2 separate regions of the Ovis aries genome follow, and region 2 is linked to region 1. The links are chromatin contacts, called in public Hi-C maps. All regions are on one chromosome and are shown on one strand. The core of a region is the stretch at or near the end of the contact, and the rest is flanking DNA. Distances in the headings are between cores, read along the strand shown.

Region 1 (4,154 bases), core at 1,143-3,642:
ATGAGTGGAATTGTGTCCTCTAAAGAGATATGCTGAAGTCCTAATGCCCAGTATCTCTGAATGTGACCTTATTTAGAAACCAGGTCTTTGCAGATGTAATAAAGTTAACATCAGGTCATATGGGATTAGAAAGAACCCTAATCCAATGACTGGTGCCCTTATAAGAAGAGGGAAATTTGGACACAGAGACACAGACACACAGGAGAGAAGGCCATGCAACCATACAGGCGACGACTGGAGTAACGTTTCCACAAGCCCAGGAATAATACTTCAGGTAACCAGAGATGGTAGGAGAGAGGCGTGGAACAGATTAACCCATTCTGAGTAGGGAGGAACTGAGGAACCAGGATCAAAGCCTGGCTGAGATGGTGGAGGAGATAATGAAGGTTATGAGATTCTTAACTGTTTTGTTTTGGGGAATTTTTCATCCTAACAAAACAGGAAAAATCTTAAAGCAGGTATTTTGCATATTGTTGCCACATTCCCTTAAGAGTGTCCAGTGGCCTCCCCATTGTCAAATCTAACCATCAGTTCTGTTGTCATGTCACAACCTCTGGGCAGCAGAGCACAGTTGATCATCCTCTCCTTTTTGAAACACTTCCTTCCATAGGATTGCAGACCTCCCCCCTTCTTACTGACCTCTCCCACCTTCCACGTCATATATGTTGGAGAGTTCTAGGCCTCACTTTCCAGACTCCAGTTTGTACTCTTCCTGAGCAGCCTCATTAGGTCTTTTACGATATTTTCTACATGGAGATGAAGACCAAATTCATATCTTTAGCTCCAGTCTTTGTCCAGGGCTCCAGCAGCATTTATCCATCTGCCTGTTTAACATTTCTACCCAGAGGATCTCTGGAGTCAGGCCACCCAAGCTTGTATTCTAGTTCCCACCTGTATGATCTTGTGTTACTTAACTATATCTGTGAGATGAAAATGATAATAGTACCTACTTCTCTAGATTATTTAGAACAGTGCTGGCACAAAGTAAATGTTCAGTAAATATGCTGTTTACTTGTTTGAAGTCACTGCTAGAAGTTTGGAAAGAAGGAATCTTGTGTGTTCACCTGATTCAACAGTTAATTTTCCAGGGCTGGCAGCTGGATATTGACTGAATGAATGATTTGATGAATGGATGAATCCATTCCTTTAAAGGAAGAAAATGCAAGGTAGCACAAACTAGCTGAATTGTGACTGGTTGCACATGCCTTGACTGGAGAAGTCATCTCTGCCTTTCCCCCCGCCACTTCCCAACACTGTATCTTTGGAATTTCTCTTCTCTTTGGCCAAGTCCTCGGAGTGGGCCATTCCTGCTTCTGATATCTGATGGGGTGGGGCATGCTCTGTTTTGTTTGTTTGAAAATGTGAAATATCGTTTATTGTTTAGGCTCATCAATCATGTTTTTTTCACTTTATACTGTTTCACCAGAACTTAACAGAAACCTACAAAAGTTCTATTTTGTAAAGTATCTATCTTTGTTTTTTTGTGAAGTTGCTCAGTCGTGTCTGACTCTGCGATCCCGTGGACTGCAGCCTACCAGGCTCCTCCATCCATGGAATTTTCCAGGATGGAAAAGAGTACTGGAGTGGGTTGCAATTTCCTTCTCCAGGGTAATCATCCTGACCCAGGGATTGAACCCAGGTCTCCCACATTGCAGGCAGACGCTTTACCGTCTGAGCTACCAGGGAAGCCCAAAGTACCTATATCTATGAATATATCGATACCTATATATATAATATATATATGACATGAATAAATTTAAGTATGACAGCGAAAGAGAGTGAATTTTCCTGGTAGTTAGGGAACCGGGGGCGAGGAGAAATATTTTTGCCGAGTAAGAGTAGATACATGGACGGTGATATATCAATACTACCGCGCCACACAGCACGGCACAGCCCACCCCAAGGCCCGGTCCCCACCCCGCCCCAGGCCCCCGCCCCTCGGCCCCCGGCCCCCGGCCCCCGGCCCCGGGTCCCGGGTCCCAGGCCCCCGGCGCCGGCCCCCGCGCCCCGCCCCGGTTCCGACCGCGCCCCGCCCCAGCCCCCGCCCCAGCCCCGGTCCCCGCCCCAGCCCCGGTCCCCGCCCCAGCCCCCGTCCCCGCCCCGCCCCGGTTCCGGCCCCGCCCCGGCTCCGGCCCCGCCCCGCTCCGGCCCCGCCCCGCGCTCCGACCCGGCCCCGCCTCGCTCCGGCCCCGCCCCTGCCCCGCGCTCCGCCCTCGCCCCTGTCCCGCGCTCCAGCCCCTGTCCCGCCCCAGCCTACGTCCCGCGCTCCGACCCCGCCCCGCGCTCCGGCCCCGCCCCGCTCTCCGGCCCCGCCCTGCGCTCCGGCCCCGCCCTGCGCTCCGGCCCCGCCCCTGCCCCGCCCCCCCCCCTCCCCGGCCCCGCCCTGGTTCCGAACCCGCCCCGCCTCGCCGCTCGGCCCGGCTCCGCCCCGCATCTCCGTCGCGCTCTGCATCCCTGTGGAGGAGCCCAGCCGCCCCGGCAGAGCCCGGATCTCCGCACGACCGAAGCCCGCCACTCCAGACCCGGGTGGCCGCCGCTGGAGCGCGCGGCGCGGCGTGAAAAGATGGCCGCCCTGACGACGGTTGTGGTGGCGGCGGCGGCCACCGCCGTAGCCGGGGCTGTGGCGGGGGCGGGCGCGGCCCCGGGAACCAGCGTGGGAGCCGCGGTGCCGCAACAGGTAAATAAATGGAGGAGGCAGAGGTGGGCCTGAGGGGGCTGCTGGCGCCGGAGGCGCGGGACGGGTCCCCGGCTGAACAGGTGTCCTCTGCAGCGCGGCCGGGAGGCGGGAGCCGCGGCCGTTAGCCTCCCTTCGCCCGGGGCCTGGCGCTTGCCAGCCTTGTGCTTTGTTCGCTCGTGCATTTTTAACTGCTGTTACGGAGCCCCCTCCCTGGTTGTTTGGGAGTGGAGGAAAGTCTGGGTGGAAACCCTGGCTCTGCCTCTGTGATAGGAACACACTTAACCTCTCGTGACTCCGTTTCTTCTCTAAGCGTTGGATCTGATCATACGCACCTTCCTGAACCCTGCACCTTGTCTGGGAAGCCCCTGGTACAGTGCTTGGTTGGAGAGAGAGTCAGTGCCCAGTGGCTGATGGCTGCTCTATTATTGTGTCAGCGCTGGGAACACAAGGAGGAATCAAACTGGGATGGTCTCCGAGGCAGATGTGTTTCCAGAGATCTCCTTGGGACCCCTTTCTCTGCAGTAAGGATTAGGAGATTCCCGGAAGAGGATCGTTGGAGCCAGCAGCTCTTGTCAAAGATCTCGACTCCTCCGCATTCTCTCACAGCCCACACCCAAAGCACAGGCAATTCCTGTCTGCCCTACCTTCAGAATAAGTCAAGAATCCCACTTCAAGCACTACTACCCATGTCCACGCCATCATTTCTCCCTTAGCAGAAACACTTTCTTAGTTGGTTTCTATTCATCCACTCTTGCCTTCCTGACATATTCACAACAACCAGACCATTCAGGAATGACACTTGTCTGCCCAGATCCCTCAGAGTGAAAGCAGACGTTTTCACCATGTTCCACACCTTAGACTCTACAGGGCCTCTGAGCTGCCCCCAAGATCTCCCTGTCACCTCATCTCCAGTCCCCTGCTCTGGGTCTGCTGCAGTCATACTGGCTTCCTGTGGTCCTTCAGACAGGCGAGCACACTCCTGCCTCAGGAGCTTTGCAATTGCTGTTCCCTCTGCTTGGAATGCTCTTCCTTCCTGGTCTCACGGCCAGCACCATCTCCACCTTCAGATATCTTTGTTCAAATGCAATCAGCTCAGTGGTTCTTTCTTTGACCTCCCCAAACTGAATCCCCTTACCTAGCACGCTGTTCTCTTTTTAGGTTTTTTCTATATCCTACTGAAGCGACTTAGCAGCAGCAGCATAACACTTATTACCCTATAATATACTACATATTTTATATTCATTTTTTGTGTGTTGTTTTTCTCCTCTCCATCTAGTAATGTAAACCCTGCCCTCTATGAGGGAAGAAACTTTTGGAAATTTTATTCACTGTTACATCCCCAGCACCAAAAACTGTGCTGCTTTAGTCCAGAAGCGTAGTAGACACTCCCTAAATGTTTGTGGATTAGTCCAAACCTGAAGGAAGGCTGTTATGAGCTGAGGACAGCTTCCATCATTTTCTTCCTCTAAGGAGATTC
Region 2 (4,154 bases), core at 724-3,223, 310 kb before region 1:
TCAAGTCGGTGATGCCATCCAGCCATCTCATCCTCTGTTGTCCCCTTCTCCTCCTGCCCCCAATCCCTCCCAGCATCAGAGTCTTTTCCAGTGAGTCAACTCTTCCCATGAGTGGGCCTTCAATTCCAGTTTACTATTCATTGTCTTCTCTGAGGTTTCCTAATGGAGTTCTCCTCCTTCAGCAGTGAGTAGGGATTGCCTGAAAAGGGCCCGCATACAGGATAGGGGAGGTGGGGTGGTGGTCGTGTATGTGATTTCTGAATTGGGGTCTTTGGGTATGATTAGGATTGGAAGCCTGAGAGATGGTAGGATTACGATCTGGCTTTTCATCGTCTTAGATTACTTGGTTGTTTTTTGTTCTTCCTACCCTGCTTATTTAACTTATATGCAGAGTACATCATGAAAACACTGGGCTGGAAGAAGCACAAGCTGGAATCAAGATTGCCAGGAGAAATATCAATAACCTCAGATATGCAGATGACACCACCCTTATGGCAGAAAGTGAAGAGGAACTAAAAAAGCCTCTTGATGAAAGTGAAAGAGGAGAGTGAAAAAGTTGGCTTAAAGCTCAACATTCAGAAAACGAAGATCATGGCATCGAGTCCCATCACTTCATGGGAAATAGATGGGGAAACAGTGGAAACAGTGTCAGACTTTATTTTTGGGGACTTCAAAATCACTGCAGATGGTGACTGCAGACATGAAATTAAAAGACGCTTACTCCTTGAAAGAAGTTATGACCAACCTAGATAGTATATTGAAAAGCAGAGACATTACTTTGCCAACAAAGGTCCGTCTAGTCAAGGCTATGGTTTATCCAGTGGTCATGTATGGATGTGAAAAAAGCTGAGGGCCGAAGAATTGATGCTTTTGAACTGTGGTGCTGGAGAAGACTCTTGAGAGTCCCTTGGACTGCAAGGAGATCCAACCAGTCCCTTCTGAAGGAGATCAGCCCTGGGATTTCTTTGGAAGCAATGATGCTAAAGCTGAAACTCCAGTACTTTGGCCACCTCATGCGAAGAGTTGACTCACCGGAAGACTCTGATGCTGGGAGGGATTGGGGGCAGGAGGAGAAGGGGACGACAGAGGATGAGATGGCTGGATGGCATCACTGATTCGATGGACGTGAGTCTGAGTGAACTCCGGGAGTTGGTGATGGACAGGGAGGCCTGGCGTGCTGCGATTCATGGGGTCGCAGAGTCGGACACGACCGGGCGACTGAACTGAACTGAAACATTCAGTGGCGTTTCCGCTGCGATACAGAATCTGAGAAAGGAATCTTTCTCAAGGTGGCTTTGGGCCCGGCATGTGTGCGTGTGTGCGTTTAGGGGGCGGGGGGTGGTTACTGACGCGCCACCGTCCCTAACCAGGGATGTGGTTGATTGCTGCAGCCGTCAGTGAGAGAACCCCAAAGAGAAAGGAAAAGTCAAGGGACCAACCTGGAGGAACTGGAGAGTCGCTGTACCTCGAGGAGGGTCTTAGAGAGTTTGGGTGAAACTGGCTGTTTCTTTCCTTTATAGAGTCTAGAGGCTTCTGTTGGGAGCCCCGGGGCTTGCTGCAGGCTGTGTTTGGGCGCGCTGGGTAGACGCAGAGGCCGCGGCTGCAGCTCCCACCCCAGCGCCCAGGTCTGCAGGGAAGAGACAGTGGAGCCCTTCTTCCCTCCCAGCCTCCGAGTCGGCTCTCGCGGGCCTTTAAAAAACAGTAACACCAAGGCAGGAGTGCGGGCTGAACTCCCCTGCGCGAGCTCCTCTCCTTCGCCGTCCCGGCCGGCTCCTTCCCGCCGCCACCCGAAGACTTCCAGCCTGATGCACCCCGGCCTCCCCGCGGGTGGGGTGGGCCCGTAAACCTCCAAGCGGCGGCGCGCCCCCGAGGGGCGGGACGCGCCGGCCCCCGGACTTCCGCGCGCCGCGCTCGTGCCGCGGGCGTGGGGCGGGTCCGCGCCGCCGGCCGGCCGTCTCGACCCCCGCCCACCGGAAGTGGCCCAGCGCTCGGCGGGCGAGGCAGACGTCGCCGTGGGGCTCGGAGCAGCGCACCTCCCCGGCAAGTAGCCGGCGTCCGCGCGGGTGGGCCGGGGCCCGGGAGGGTCGGGCGCTGGGCGGGCCGCCACCTCGGGGAGCCGGGGGGTGGGGGAGCCGGCCGTCTATTCGGCTGAGTCGCCTTCCTCCGAGGGGAGAATCCCTCTCGAAACTCTACCTTTCTTGAAGCTTCATTTTAACTAGAAAACCTTTTTTTTTTTTTTTTAAGAAATCTCAGAACCCTAAGCAAAGAGCCCAGCGTCTCAGAAGGCTTAAAAGTTCTCCTGGTGGGAGTCTCCCCCAAGCACGCTTGAGTCTGTGCTGAAAGTTTTGGTTTTGGTTTGCTTATTTGGGACCTTGTCCAAAAGCTAATTTGGATGAAAAGAATTAGGGCTGGCAGCGGTGAGCTCGTTTTCAGTATTTGTTAGGACCTATCCAGTTTTTCATGGCAGTAAACTTTAAAAATATGGCCCGTTTTAACATCGTAATTAATGTGTTGGTTGCAGATGGAGTTAAGCAACTCACTGAAATCAAAAAGTAGATGAGCAGATACAGAGTAATGACTTACCTCCTCCTCCTGAAGCAAAATGAACATTCCTCAGATGTCCAGCTGTGTATTGGATCTTTTACACCTCATCTGTAGAGTCATTTGCTCCCTGTGATATTTTAAAAATTTATTCATTTAACAAATACCTCCTGATAAATCAGTTATCTGTGCGAGTTTTCACCTCCTATGAATCAGTTATTTGCTCCCTCCTCGATATTTTTTCTTTCATGTGGCTGTCAGGTCACCACTCTCTGAATGTCCTTCCGCCTCCCTGGCCACTCTATGTCTCCAGGCTTCTCCTCTTCTCAGCCACCACAGTTACACTGCTACGGTGTTGGGTTACTTTCTCCCAAGGCAATTTTTATCCCAAGCCATTTTTCATGACTCTAAATACCATCTATAAGCTGATGACTTCCAGATTTTTTTTTCTAGCTTCACTTCTCTCCTGAGCTCTAGATTAACATCTCGTATCTAGCTTAACATGTCCACTTGGAAGTCTGATGGGCAGTTAAATTTAGTGTGTTCCAAAAGAATTACTGACAGGCATCCACCCAGTCCTCTCTTCTGTTCTCTCATTTACCTTCCTTATCACAGGAAATGTTACTGCCCTCCATTGAGGCTGAAAGTCTAAGGGATTGTCATTTGACTCCTCTTTTCAGCTCAGACCCCACATGCAAGCATTCAGCGAACTGTTGACTCTGCCTTGGAAAGATAGCTCAAATCCTACCATAAGTTATGCGCTCTCTAACACAAACCACAATCCTCTTTTGCCCAGAAGACTGTGAGGACTGATCACATCTTCCCACCTCTACCCTTGCTCTTGTCTTCAGTGTTTCTCCAAACAGCAGCTAGTTTTAGAAATATCTAGTCAGAGCTTTCCCCTCTCTTCAGAACCTTCTGGTGGCTTCTCATCAGAATCATAAAAACAAAATTCTGACTGTGGCTACAGACCCTGTCATCACACCCCTGACTGCTTTCCTGCCGTCTCTCCGGCTTCCCCACCCTGCTCACTCGGCTGGAGTGGCTTTGATTTTGCTGCCATCCTCCTTGCCTGCAGGGGTCTCTACTGGACTGTCGCAGGCTGTACACCTTCACTTTACCCGTTCCCCTGTTCTGGCTTTCTGAAGGATTACTGCCTTAGTCCTGATGACATCCTCTCGACCCTTACTGTCTGGGTCAGTGGCTGTTAGATACCGAACAGTACTCTAATGTCGCGTGAAGCTGATGGCGTTTTTAAATCATTACTGGTTGCTAAAGCTCTCTAATATTAAAAGAGCACAAGCGTCTTTCTCCCAAGTCTCATTTTGACAAAATGTACAGTTTGCTCTTACAGTCTGCGTTTTTATAAAATGTTGTTTCTGGTTTGGAGAAGATTTGTGCTTTAAGGCCAGTTCTCATTTTGAAATATAGAAAATGAAAGGAAAATCCTCCATTTACTGGAAAGAATATGCAATTTTTTTCTTTTCCAATTTCTTTTCTTCAGTGGGAAGCAGTAGTCTCTGACTTGGAGCCTTGTTGAATGGTTCCAGAAGCAGGTCGTCATAACAGGAAGAAGAAAAATGAAGGTGCTTGTTCAGAGGTTATTATATGCA

The links. Hi-C and Micro-C count contacts between places; a contact is called where the count stands out from the background.
Region 2: a Hi-C map of blood shows a contact between it and region 1, with 3 times the contacts expected there. The contact joins the promoter of TICAM2 here to the promoter of CCDC112 in region 1. A contact is called at or near these places in 13 of 16 Hi-C or Micro-C datasets (blood, hypothalamus, liver and 6 more).

Annotation. Positions count from the first base shown.
Region 1 is chr7:4,133,228-4,137,381 of ARS-UI_Ramb_v3.0, reverse strand. It overlaps CCDC112 (coiled-coil domain containing 112), which reads left to right and starts at 2,392. Exons shown (of 10, transcript XM_027971452.3): 1 at 2,392-2,677. The coding sequence starts at 2,564.
Region 2 is chr7:4,447,347-4,451,500 of ARS-UI_Ramb_v3.0, reverse strand. TICAM2 (TIR domain containing adaptor molecule 2) reads left to right here and starts at 1,973. Exons shown (of 4, transcript XM_060418740.1): 1 at 1,973-2,040; 2 at 2,522-2,571; 3 at 4,046-4,127. LOC132660149 (a long non-coding RNA gene) reads right to left here and starts at 1,840. Exons shown (of 2, transcript XR_009601397.1): 1 at 1,440-1,840.